Linked DNA regions of Capsicum annuum: region 1 is linked to region 2. The links are chromatin contacts, called in public Hi-C maps. All regions are on one chromosome and are shown on one strand. The core of a region is the stretch at or near the end of the contact, and the rest is flanking DNA. Distances in the headings are between cores, read along the strand shown.

Region 1 (7,404 bases), core at 2,607-5,106, 44 kb before region 2:
GAAGTGACACATAAATTTTTGAGTTGCCTACATAATTACTTCCTCCGTCTTAAATTGTCAGTCTCAAATTGAGATGATGATTAAGAAAAATAATTAATAACATGTCTAATTTATCATAGTACCCCTATTAAACGATATTTATAATTTAATTTGAAGAAAAATTAATTAATGCAAAGGATAAAACATAATTTTTTTTTTTTGTTTCTTCTTGATTAATGTAAAATCAGCAAATTTGGGACAGAGGGAGTATTATGTACTCCCTCCGTCTCAAATTACCAGTCCCAAATTTTCTAATTTGATTTCTCATTTTACTTGTCCTTTTTCATTTATCAAGAGAGACAATTTTTTTTTTTTTTCATATTTTAACCTTTGTATTAATTATTTTTTCTTCAAGTTAAAATGTAAATATCATTTAATAAGGTTACTATGATAAATTAACCATGTTATTAATAATTTTTCTTAATCAATGTGTCATCTCAATTTGGAAAACGTAATTTGAGATGGAGAGAGTAAGTTGAAGTGTTCAACTGATACAATGAAGATAAGTTGTGGTGTCTATATGTACATACTCAAAGCTTAAGTATTTATTTTTTAGCTGACATCAAATTTGAGTGTCTATTTATGTATTATGTTATTTTACGCGTGTCGTACAAATAAAGATTAAAAAGCTAATAATTGATTATATCTTAATTTTTAAAAATAATAACTATTTTGGGCCAATTATTTTTTTAATAACACTATAAGTAAAATGGAAGAGTAATTTTTAGTGGACGAGAAGAGATAATTAATTTTAGCTAGCAGTCACTTGAGCTAGGCTGGAGGTTGTCAAATTTTGAGTTATGTACTTGGTCGGAAGTAAAATGAAAAAGGTTCTCAAATTTTATCATTGGGATACCTAGGTTGTCAAATGGACATTGTGGTACAAATATTGTTCCAGTCACGATTAATAAATAGTATCGAGCCATAATTTTTATTTAAAAAATTTAAACTTAAGAAAGATACGCATAAAAAGAAACTTTAAAATTTATCAGATATACATTTAAAATAATTTAATATTATTAATACAATGTTCTTTCAGGATAGTGGGTTTAAATATTTTTTAACTTTACTTTTCATTATTTTCATTGACGACATTCTAATATATTTCTGAAATAGCACCCCATGATTTTGCCCTTGTGGGCATGCCAATTTGATATAAGCAACTAGTTATCCAATACAATCCACCCATCTCAATATAATTTTCATTTGTCGATTCGTTCTTTTAAAACTTATTTATTAGGGAAAAGGGTCCAAATTATATTTAAATTTTGATGAAATTTATCGTAACACATCTGAATTTTACACGAGTCTTATGAAACCCCTGAACTATTAATTAAAATATATTAGTGACATTTATAAGCTAATAAATAGATAAAATGCTCTAATAAATAAATAAATAAATAAAAGAATTTAATGTAAATAAATATCAGTAAAATACGTTAATAAATAGTATATGGGGTCATAGGACCCTCATAAAGTTTGGACGTGTTACAATAAATTTTATCAAAGTTTGGGTATATTTTAGATCATTTTTCCTATTTATTAATTACCTAATCAGAGTAATTACACATTTTTCTTTATTTACTAGTTTAGGTGTACGCGCCCCACGTGTGTACCTCACTTTATTGAGTTCAAACGTTACACTAAATATGATATTTATTTAAATAATAAAGATGAATACAATAATTAAATTTAACATCTTTTGGAGAATTAATTTAATTAAACCCAATCTATACCAAAAAGTTTATCACAACCGATCGACATTCGTCTACCACCTGTAAACTACAACAAAATAATATGATGATGGAGACATCAAAACAATATAATTAAATCTAACTTTTACACAAAAATTTCCTCAAAGTCGTCTGATACTCATCTACCACCTATAAACTATAACAAAATACTACGATAATGGAGATATCAAAATAATACAACTAAACTTTACCTTTACACAAAAAAATTCAAAATAGAGATATAAAAAAAATACAATTAAACCTGACATTTACCTAAAAAATTTCTCAAAGCCGATCGACTTTCATCTACCGCCTATAAATTCATCTAGTACCTGTAAACTACAACAACATAATACAATAGTGATCACAAAGCTTTAGTTTTGATAAAAATAACAAAAATTTTGACACTAAAGAATGATTCGAATGAAAACAAAGAATATATATATATATATATATATATACACACACACACGTTGAATTATATTATGTTGACAAAAATAGTGAAGAAGATGAGGTGTTAGAAAATTAACCATCCACACATGCAACCGAATCAAGTTAGATGAGTATCAATCATATTTTTTAAAAAAGTAAACCATTTTCTTCTCCATTTTAATGTGTATCTCAATATTTATAGAAGTATTTCCTTAATAGAGTCCTATTATAGCATATTTTTCTATCATATTTTAGGGGTAATTTTCTAATTGATCTGTACAAAAAAAATTATTAATTGATTCTCCTTTTATATATTTTAGGAATCCCATATATTTTAGGAGTTTAGTAAATATAATAAAAATAATTAAATAATAAATTAAAAAAATAGTGAAAAGATAATTTTGTCTAAAGGAGAGTGAAGAACAAAAAGTTTAAAATCACTTTTCTAAGGTCATCACATTTTTAATATATTATATGATATAAAATATAATATATAATATATAATATTATTATATTATCATAGATTATGAGTATATTCAACAAGTCAAACTTTAAGAATTTTATTTTTCTATGTACTGTTAAATTGTCGTATGGGTTAAATTAATTACGGCATATGCAATTTAAGAAATAACTTTTGCATGTCCAAATCTTGTCAATTGACTATATATCACTTGAACGTACTTTGAATATCTTCTCTCTTCATGCAGTGGAATCTCTTATCTTTAACAACATTAATGTAATGGTTTATATGAGAGTAGGAATGTATCTCCTTCTCCAAATTAAGCAAGGATTAGTTTAAGAATAAGAATCTAATTCAAATTTGAGTATATTTTCTTTCGACAAGTATGCCTCCCTTGGTTTCTCCTATTTCTAAAGCTCTTTTCATGTATGCATATATGGTAATATTTCCATCTTGATTTCTTATCATGACTACTGTCTACTGGATTCTTTATTGTAGATCAAGGTAAGCCCTCATGCTGAAGCGACCCAACTCTATTGTCATCTCGAGCTTTGATCAAAGCTGTCATTATTGAGTTGAGTCTAATTAACTTGAATTGCTACACATCATCTCCTCTTTATATTGGGACGGTGAATACATTTTCATTTTTGATCAAAAATTTCAAATTCATATATTAAAAATAAAATCTCTTTTGATGAAATATTTACTTTAAAAATATAATTTCCTTCGTTTAAAAAAGAATGACCTATTTTTCTTTTTAGTCCGTTTAAAAAAAAAGTCTCTTTTTCTTTTTTGGCAATACTTTAATTTAAACTTTCCCATGACATGTTTAGAACCACAAGATTAAAGAACATTTTAATACATTTGACGCAACTTTAATTTAACACCATAAGATTCAAAAGTTTTTTTTGTTTTCTTAAACTTGATGACAAATCAAAGTAGGTCATTCTTTTTTAAATGAAGGGAGTAAAAATTTTTTAAATAGTCGCACACCAAAATAAATATTGAATATTAGATGATGAAATAAAAGAATTAAAAGAAGTCACTTTGAAGAAATTGGAAACACGTTTAAAAACGCTTTTGCACATAGGGGTCCATTTAAACGCGGTTTCAGCCGTAATTGCAATAGGTGTGCGAAAGAAATAATTGCTGTGAAAGAATATATCCATGTAACTCATGACTTTATCATAAGCCACATCACACGTGTGGTGGTCACAACTTCCACCTGGTGGTGGACCAAACTCGTTAATTTCACATGTGTATCATTGCCGATAAATCTTATGTTACACTTATTTTTTATAATAATATTTTCTCCGTTTAAAAAAAAAATAATCTATTTTTTTAATTTATTTAAAAAAGAATGATTTCTTTCATTTTTTGATAATATTTTAATTTCAATTTTCCACATGATATATTTAGCATCATAAGATTAAATGGCATTTTGATACATTTGACACAACTTTAATTTAAGGTCACAAGATTCAAAAGTCTTCTTTATTTTCTTAAACTTTGTGCCAAGTCAAAGTAAGTCATTCTTTTTTAAACAGAGGAAGTAATATATTTAGTGTAATTTTATAAGTTGAATTTGAGGAGAGTGAGATATACACACACCTTATAATTACTTTTGTATTATTGAGAGACTATTTTCGATAGATTTTTAGTTCAAAGTGAAAGTATCTGACGCAGGATTCTAAAAGAATGAGTTAACAAAGTAGCGAAAATACTAACAAATGCAGCACCAGATAATAATACGCACCAAAAAATAAGAAAGTATGTGATTGTTGGCTTAAACGAGTTCACCATTAGTAAAGGGATCAGGTCCCTTAGGCACTAGAACAATATAATAAGTAAGATAAACGTAGAATGCTGAAAGTAAGAACACTCGATATTTATGTGGAAACTGTTGGTATTTGTCCTGACTTTCTTACCATAATTGGTTTTCCTTTAGGTACCATAATTGGGTTTCCTTTTAGGAAAAGGAAAACATATTCTTCATATTTGGCTAATCCTTATTCTTGTACGATTATAGACTCTATAAATAGAGGCTCATTTCTTCTAGTTTGGGAGTATCCACAATGTAGTCCTAGGAGTTTGAGAGTTTCGTTTTGGGGGAGACTTTGTATGACACAAGTGTTGTGGTATCACTTGTGTGAATCTCTTTTTATTCTGAGTGAATTGTGTGAGGTTGCCTCTCTTGACAATTTGTGCTCTCTTTTATATAGCGGATTGCTCATCCCCTTTTATGGATGTAGGTCGATTGACTGAACCACGTTAAATTCTTGTGTCTCTTTTGGTATATTTCTCATTTATCTTCTTATTCATGGTCTTTAGAAATTTGCTTTTCTAGCTTCTGCATAACCTAATTATTTGATCCTAACAAGTGGTATCAAAGCACGATTAAAATTGGGTGTTCATCTTGGCAGATTCAGTTCTAATCGCAATCTATTAGACGATAATGAAGATTTTGGTTCGAAAAATTGTATCAGAGTGTTACTTTGTATAGAGGCAAGATTTAATGAAAGGGATTTTGGAGATGGAGATTGAACTTGTTGAAGACTACATGAAAAAGGTGGAACAAATATATTTTATCAGAAATTCAGGTCAAGGGGGAGAATTGTTGGTGTTTTTCCTGACTTTCTTACCATAATTGGATTTTCCTTTAGGTACCATAATTGAGTTTCCTTTTAGGAAAAGAAAAACATATTCTCCATATTTGTATTCTCCATATTTGGCTAATCCTTATTCTTATAGGAAAAAGTTATAGACTCTGTAAATAGAGACTCTTTTCTTCTAGTTTGGGAGCATCCATAATATAGTCCTAGGAGTTTGAGAGTTTTAGTTGGGGGGAGACTTTGTGAGACACAAGTGTTGCGGTATCACTTGTCTGAACCTCTTTTTCTTTTGAGTGAATTGTGTGAGGTTGTCTCTCTTGACAGTTTGTACTCTCTTTTATATAGTGAATTGCTCATCTCCTTTTGTGGATGTAGGTCGATTGACCGAACCACGTTAAATTCTTGTGTCTCTTTTGTTGTATTCCTCATTAATCTTCTTATTCATGGTCTTTCGAGGTTTGCTTTGATAATTTCCGCATGACACTTAATTATTTTGGTCTTAATAGAAACCTCTTTGCTCAAGGGAGAAAAAATCATAACCTGTCTCGCAGGATTTTCAGCAAACTCTACTAACTTCAAGTAAAAGGTGTGATTACATACTCCAATAATCACCAGGATTAAATTCTTAATCCTATCACATTGTAATAAGTCAATTACAAGATTGATGCTGCAACTTTGCCACATTCACACGTCAACTAACTCTAATCGACACTCCTAGATAACTCTACCCAGAATAACATAAACGTATGGAATAAAACATAACAAAACTAAGATTGAAACGACAACTAACTATAGTTCATATGACTCAACCTATGATATAGTCGAGACGAATATTTATACTCCTTTATAACACAAGAGTAGGTTTACACTTGTAAGAACAAAAGACAATCACTCTATAAAACAGCAAGATCAGAATTGCAGCTTTATTAGGTCCTTGTTGGGACTGAGCAATAATTTGATGAAAGAGCTTTTGTCTTTTGAGAGAACTTTTTGATTGCAAAATTTAGGTTTCACTCTTATCACATCTTGCTTTTATATTAGAGAGTAAAACCTTAACAATATTCTATTAGACAAGGTGTCAGCACACTAGCTGCAGCACTGTTGTAGTACTGCCAGCCAAATCAGACAGTACAGATTACAGCTGTACAGAGTTTCACTCTTGAATAGGCATGACACGAATCAGGTTCCTTGAATCCTTATTTGACAATCATAAAAATTAACATACAATATTTTTTTCTTTTTTGATGATGATAAATAATATAAACTATTTTCGACTCTTCCCTATTCAATTAGCTCCCCCTATCAACTGGATTCCTCTTTTTCCATATCAATCAGTTTCCCCTATTAATAAGATTCCTCCGTATGTTCCTTCTATCTACAAGGGACTGGGTCCCCTGATGTGAACCAACACTACCCTGTAATTGAAAATATCTTCCCTATATTGGCATTATAAAAATATAATAATAGTAAATCAAGATAAGTAAAATGTGCATAAGGATAACACATGGACATTAGGAAAACACCAACACAAATAAACAAAGCCAAAAAGAGAGAGATGATACACATAAGCAAACACTCCATTCATAAGAGCAAAAAACAACATCATACATAATGAACTTAATAAATAAGCAAACACTCCATTCATAAGAGCAAAAAACAACATCATACATAATGAACTTAATAAAAGCACATAAAGGAACTATTCCAAATTAGCCACAGAGACAACAAAGGAACTGATACCAAGAAAGGACAAAGAAACTTAGAACATGAAAACTATTATAGTTTGAAGGGGCTTAAGAAGAAGGAGGCTTAGGAGCAAGCTGGGAATGAAGTACTAGGTCATACACAAACTTTAAGTTGCATGCTCATTGATAAACTGCTCAATCAAGTCCTTAACTTCTACAGTTATACCCTTAACCTCAGTATTAAAATCCTTGACCTGGTCCTTCAGTCCTTAGTTTCTGCACGGAAAGCATCAGTGGTACTAGGTCCCTCAACTGCGGCCTGCTGCAGTGTTGCCTTTTACTGGGAGATATTTGCATTTTGTTTTGCCACTAGAATAGTTATGTATTCCAATTATGCAACTAGTCTTTCTTATTCATCAATGAATTTCGATACTTATTACTTT
Region 2 (6,817 bases), core at 760-3,259:
ATGGCGAGGATATAAATTATGAAAAAATAATTATAAAATTATTTGAAAAATAAAAATAAAAAACTGATTATTTAAAAAAAATTATAATTTTTTTAAAAAAATGAAATAAATTATTAAAAAAATTATAAAGCTTTTTAAAAAATGAAAATAAAAAATCGCATTGAGGATATAAATTATGAAAAAATAATTATAAAATTATTTGAAAAATAAAATAAAAAAATAGATTATTTTAAAAAAAATATAATTTATTTTTTAAAAATGAAATAAATTATTAAAAAATTATTTAAAAAATAAAAAAATAAGTATTAAAAAAATTATAAAAATTTTTAAGAAATGAAAATAAAAAATGGCATTGAGGATCCAAATTATTAAAAAAAAATTATAAAATTATTTTTAAAATAAAAATAAAATCCTAATTATACAAAAGAAATTGTAAAATTATTTAAAAAATAAAAAACTAATTATTAAAAAGAAATTATAAAAAAAATTTAAAAAATAAAAACAAAACTCCCCCACCTACCCCTATGCCCCCATCCCCAGTGTATTGTTTTATTAAAAGAAAAAATTGGGACACCTAATGCTTTTTTGCCTAATTATAAAAAGGAAATTATAAAATCATTTTAAAAATAAAAAAATTAATTATTAAAAAGAAATTATAAAATTTTTTAAAAAATAAAAATAAAACTCCTCCACCTACGCCCAGCCCCCCGCCCCCCCAATGTATTGTTTTATTAAAAAAAAAATTGGGACCCCCTAATGCTTTTTGTTTTATTAAAAAGGGCCTTTACTGTTTAAAAAAAAAAATTGTTATTAAAAAATTTTTGGGGTCCTCAATGCCACTTGACATTTTTTTATTTGTAAATTAGTAAAAAAAATGCTCCTCACGCGCCTCCCACGATGGCACTGCACCCGCAGTGCCACATATGCAAAAAAGGCCAATTAGAGCAAAATGTGGCGGATTTAAGAGCCTGATAGAAACAGACCTTAATTTAAGTGTCTAAGTGAATTCTGACAATAACTTTGACTGTCTATCGATGCTTTTGACCATTTTAAAATATATCTAGTCTATACAAGTTCTATTCAAGTTTGATCTACTGCCGGCATAATCTACGGTACCCCTAAAGTTGTCGTTTGGCACAAAAATTTTACCCAGCATTTAATATGACTTATCACTTTCTCCTCAAATTCAGATTTACTTCTTCTTATCTTTTTAATTTTTTTCCATGATTTATTTTTAGCATTAATTATTTTTTAAAAATTAATTAACTTCAAGACATAATAGCAAATATTATTTAATAGGAGTAGTATAATAAAATAATTATATCAATAATTGTTTTTCTTTAGTGGGTGTGTTAAGTTAAAATGCGACAAGTACAGGCAAACGAGAGTAGTAATCTTTGTTTTTCATTATTTTTGGCTTTGTTTTAAAGATCTAATTTATAATAGTGATATTATGGAAAGAAAAAAATATGCATTTTTATTCTTTAAATCTTAACAAAATTTAAATAATTGAAAACTATTTTAATTTAAAAATTTTCAATTGGATCTTCCTTAAGTCACAGGAAGACTTGATCGAAGTACCACACGCCTTATTAGTGGTTGCAACTTGCACCGTAAGGAGAAAGCCTTTATTAAAGAAAACAACTAATCGAGAAATTGATTCTAACAAATGACACACATGTGTTCTGTCGATTTGTCTATAATTGCTTTTATATATTGTATATGTGATATTTTGAATTATTATGTTATTATATTTTCAACAGGAGAAGAGGACAATGTTGTTGCATGAATATCTTGAAAAAATATCACTAGTCAAAAGCTTTTTGTGTGGCTTAAAAATGTCTTATTTCGAGATTATTCATTATTTATTCTGCCGTAAATTTAGAATTTAAAAGATTGATCAAATAAGCTCTTCAAAAAACAAAACATGATAAATATGGTGATACAGAGAGTGTAGTACTTTAGGCTGGGCATGGATCCTAACAATTTCTAGCCATAATTTTACTGCTCTGGGTCACATGTTTCAAATTTCATGTCAGATCTAGCTTTTTCTAAGACAACAAAAATATATCCATCATATTCTTATCAGTAGAATCCAAAAAGAGTAGGATGCACACAGTTTAGTTTATGTTACTATTTCAAAGACGAGGTACAAAGATTATTTTCGATAGACTCCCAACTCATGATAAAATAGTCTAGAAAAGGGTTTGATATTAGAACAAAAAATAATAGGTAATATTAAACGACAGATAGTAATAGAAACAACACTGCCACAAAATAACACTAGCGATCTACTGAAACACCATACTTCACCAAAACTCCAAGAACCAGACATATCAAGTGTAGCACTACTACTAGCTCAGACAACAAAATAAAACACTCATACCTATTAGCATGGACACATTCCTTCCTACTAGTCTTGTATCCTAATTCCTTCCTACTAGTCTTGTATCCTAATTCGTCTACTTCATACATATCTACCTAAATTATGTTCTCATTAAGAATGAGATGGTCTCATAATATAATATGAGATAGATCATAAGGTGAGATCCATTTTATTACCAATTTTAAAAAGAATTTTCGGGGCAAAAAGAAATCTTCGCCACAAAATGGGACGTGTTAAAGACAACTAAAAAAATAAAGATATGCTTTTCTTACCAACTATATGGAAAATAAAAATAAAGTAAAAAGAGAAGGCAACTTACATACATGGAGAATAAAACTAAGCCATCGTTTGGTTGAGAGGGAGTTATCTCAAGATAATTAATTTTGAGATTAGTTATTTTACTATGTATATGAGATAACTTATTCTATCACTATAGTATAAGTGGTGGGATAAATAATTTTGTATGCTAACCAGGGGCGGACCTACACAAAACTTTTAGATGCTCGACACCCACTAAACTCGACGCGGAATATGTATAATTACAAAAAAATATACGAAAATAGGTATAAATTATATAAAAACACCCACTTATAATTATAACTAGTTTAGGTGTACGCGCCTCACGCGTGTACCTCACTTTAATGAATTCAAACGTTACTCTAAATAGGATATTTATTTAAATAAATAATAAAAATGAATACAATAATTAAATTGAACATCTTTTGAACATGTGAAGATAGAGAATTTATTTAATTAAATCTAACCTTTACCAAAAATATTTCTCAAAGCTAATCGATATTCATCTACCACCTGTAAACTGCAACAAAACAATTCAATGATAGAGACATCAAAATAATATAATTTAATCTAATTTTTAGACAAAACCTTAAACTATAACAAAATAATACGAAAATAGAGATACCAAAATAATACAACCAAATCTAATCTTTACACACACACACACAAAAAAACATCAAAGCAGCGATATCAAAACAATACAATTAAACCTAACCTTTACCTTTAAAAATTCTTCAAAGTCGATTGATATTTATCTACTATCTGTAAACTAAAGCAATACAATACGATAAAAGAGATATCAAAACAATACAATTGAACATAAATAAAACAATAAGAAAATAAAAATATCAAAATAATACAATTAAATCTAACCTTTACACTAGAAATTCTTCAAAGCCAATTGACATTCATCTGCGACTTGTAAACTATAACAAAATAATACAATAGTGATCACAAAGCTTCGATATTAATAAAAATTCTTGTCCGAGTGAAAATTTTGACCCTAAAGAATGAGATATAGATTATAGATTATAAATATTGATACACAACTCTAATTTTTGAATATCATTTAAAAGAAATTAATTTTTAAATATTCATAATTTTCATGGCGAAGCTCACTTTATTACCATAACACCTCCCATAAATCAGAAAAAAATAGAGATTGCTCTGAGGTGCAACAAATTCAACTTCCTCCTATCTCTCTTTGCGATAACATAAAAACAAAATTATATATCATACATAATCTGTTTGTTACTGAGAAATTTTGACAGACCAAAGCTTTTGATCAGATGGCTTAGATAAACATCCATTATATTCTCCCGATAGGTGAATCGATTTCTTCTCTAATTTAATGTGCATTTTAATATTTATAGAAGTGTTTCCTTAATAGAGCCTATTTTAGGAGTATTTTTCTAATTGACTAGTAAAGAAAAATATTAATTGATTCATCTTCCTTATATTTTAGGAGTCCTATATATTTCAGGAGTCTAAATACTATAATTAATAAAATCAAATAATAAATAAAAGAAAATGGTGAAGAGACAATTTTGTCTAAAGGAGAGTTTTTAATGAAGGACAAAAAGTTCAAATAATTTTTCTAAGGGTTTTTATACTTTTAATATATTATAGATATTTAATATATTATAGATATAGATTATAGATTATAGATATAGATTATAAATTATGGATATAGCGAATGTGGATGTAAGATTCATGCTTTCGTCAAATATAGAAAATAATAACTCAATCCAACAATGTGTAATAGCTATACCATCTTATTTGAATTAAGATTTTTTTATATATCTGTTTGCAACATAATTTAATTCATGGAAAATAAACTTCAACCACAAATAAAAATATGAAGAAATAACAATTTTATTGATGTATGAAGTGGGTACAAATCTGCTCCTCCCTTGCTTCTTCTCTCTTGATTTTTTTCGTAATTCAAGAATCGTGGGTAGCGTATTTCTCCAACGTAGGAATATTTAGATTTGATCTCCATGAAAAGAGGATTTGTGGATTTTCTTGATGTATTTGATTATCAAGAGATTGGATCTTCTTGATGTATTTGATTATAAAGAAGAGAGAGATTTTGATCATTTCGTGATATTCCATGAGTTTATGAAATTATCTAGAGATATTTGATTTCTTTATGAATATCTAATGAATTTGTGGATCTTAGAGATTGCCTCTTTAAAGGGATATTTGTCCCTTTATATAGGGATAATTTAGGGTTTAGGTAGAGTAGCCACCAAGTTAGATTTAGAGTAAAGTAGTTCCCAAGAATTCTAACAAAAATTGAAATCTTTTGATAGAGTCCACATAGTTTCAATGTCTACGATATCTTTTTCCGTTCAAGATTTTTAGGTTTCTAGCTATAATATTTATATACGTAAATTTTGTTATGTGTACTTTATCAATAAAAATGTAAAGATTTACCGAAACATCAATTACTTCATCAAAAGTCTATTAGAGGATACATAACATACACACAAAACTATCCATAATTAAATATGAAAAAATTGTAATGTTTTAGACCTTTGAATTTATAATTATCTACCAAAAATACTCTATCATTTATTATTCTATAAATTAAAGATATAAAAATTTATCTCAAATACGGACCAAATTTTGGGCACCTGGGTGCACTTTGCAATGTGAAAGGCTGAAAGCTTTAATTTTCAGTTTTGAGGTGTTGCGTGTAATATACATGTGTAATGAGTAGTTTAGTTTAGTGCTTCTTTCCCTATGGATATGGCGTCGTATGGGTAGTATTTATAGTTGGAGCAATTATGGTTCCGGTGTAATTTGGCATTCAATTTATTAAATCGAGTTTTAGTCTCGTTAACATTAACTCCAAAGTTTAAATATATTTTTTCTAATTTTTTTCTTGCCATATATTTTAAGATTTCCTTTTCATATACACAAGAAAAAAGAATACCTACCAAAAATAATTTACTTTATATTTTATTCTTTTCATATATTTTAGAACTTTTTAATTTTTCAATAACTAATTAATAACTGAAGAAAATAAGTGAAAAGACAATTTTGTCTATTGCAAATCTTTTAGTGAGGGCAAAAAGTTCAAATCACTTTTCTAAGAGTCTTCACACTTTTAATATATTATAAATATAGATTATAGATTATAGATATACGAAAATAGATATAAATTATATAAAAGCACCCACTAAACAAGAAGTTGGTTAGGTGCACTGGAATTTAGGTTGATCTTAAGACTCTCCATAGGTTTGTTCGGATTCAAACCTGGTTGAGGTGATTTTTTATTTTTTCTGTGGTAAGCACCCACACTCCTTAAATCCTGAGTCCACCATTGATGCTAACTAATACCTCACACCAAATATAAAATAAATCAATCCTTTATTTCGTCTCGAGACTATTTATCCATTATATCCTACACTAAACGAACAGTAAATATAGCCCATCATCTTGCAATGCAGAAAGATATATTGGACGATATATTTATAGGGAAAAGGAAAGCACTAGTGGAAAAAAATTTAACTGTAACTATAATGTGGGGAAAAAATGTGGTATGTATTTTAATGGAGATTGAAAAATCTAGAATTTGAATTTTATGAGTTTTGAATTGTAAAATAATAACCATCTCGAGTGCTAGAAGAAGAATTTTAAATTTAAGTCTTTGCATATATTCAGTGAACTTTTTAAATACATTTATTGGCTTATACGAGTCCACCACCAACAAGGGATCAGGTCCCTTGTGTAAGAAAATAGTAAAATAAATAAAATAAACAGGAAGTCTTGAAATTAATAGCACACAATACTGACATGAAAATCTCTTTACTCAAAGGAGAAAAAAGATACGACCTGTTCCCACAGAATTTCCGAAAAATTCAACCAAGTTTAAGTCAAAGTGATGATTACAGACTTCAGTAATCACAAAAATTAAAATCTTAATCCTAACTCTTCGTAATACCTCTATTACAAGACTCGTGCTGCAACTCTACAATACTTCAACCAATCAACTAACTCTAGTTGCTACTACGAGGAAACTCTATCCAGAATAACACAAACCATATAGTAAAAAAAGCTTGACTATACCACAATTGAAACTAACAACTAACTCTATTCCTTTGATTCAGCTTAAGACAGTGTGTT

The links. A called contact is a pair of places that touch in the nucleus more often than the background predicts.
Region 1: a contact with region 2 is called in a Hi-C map of leaf, with 2.2 times the contacts expected there. The contact joins two enhancer-like sites. A contact is called at or near these places in 3 of 5 Hi-C or Micro-C datasets (bud, leaf and placenta).

The regions. Positions count from the first base shown.
Region 1 is chr10:24,781,918-24,789,321 of UCD10Xv1.1, reverse strand. No RefSeq gene overlaps it. Among protein-coding and RNA genes, the nearest start is that of LOC107845646, 180 kb to the left of the region's middle. Within about 2 kb of position 3,856, at least 2 of the 5 cell types and tissues checked have an H3K27ac peak or open chromatin away from gene starts, as enhancers often do.
Region 2 is chr10:24,736,378-24,743,194 of UCD10Xv1.1, reverse strand. No RefSeq gene overlaps it. Among protein-coding and RNA genes, the nearest start is that of LOC107845646, 230 kb to the left of the region's middle. Within about 2 kb of position 2,009, at least 5 of the 5 cell types and tissues checked have an H3K27ac peak or open chromatin away from gene starts, as enhancers often do.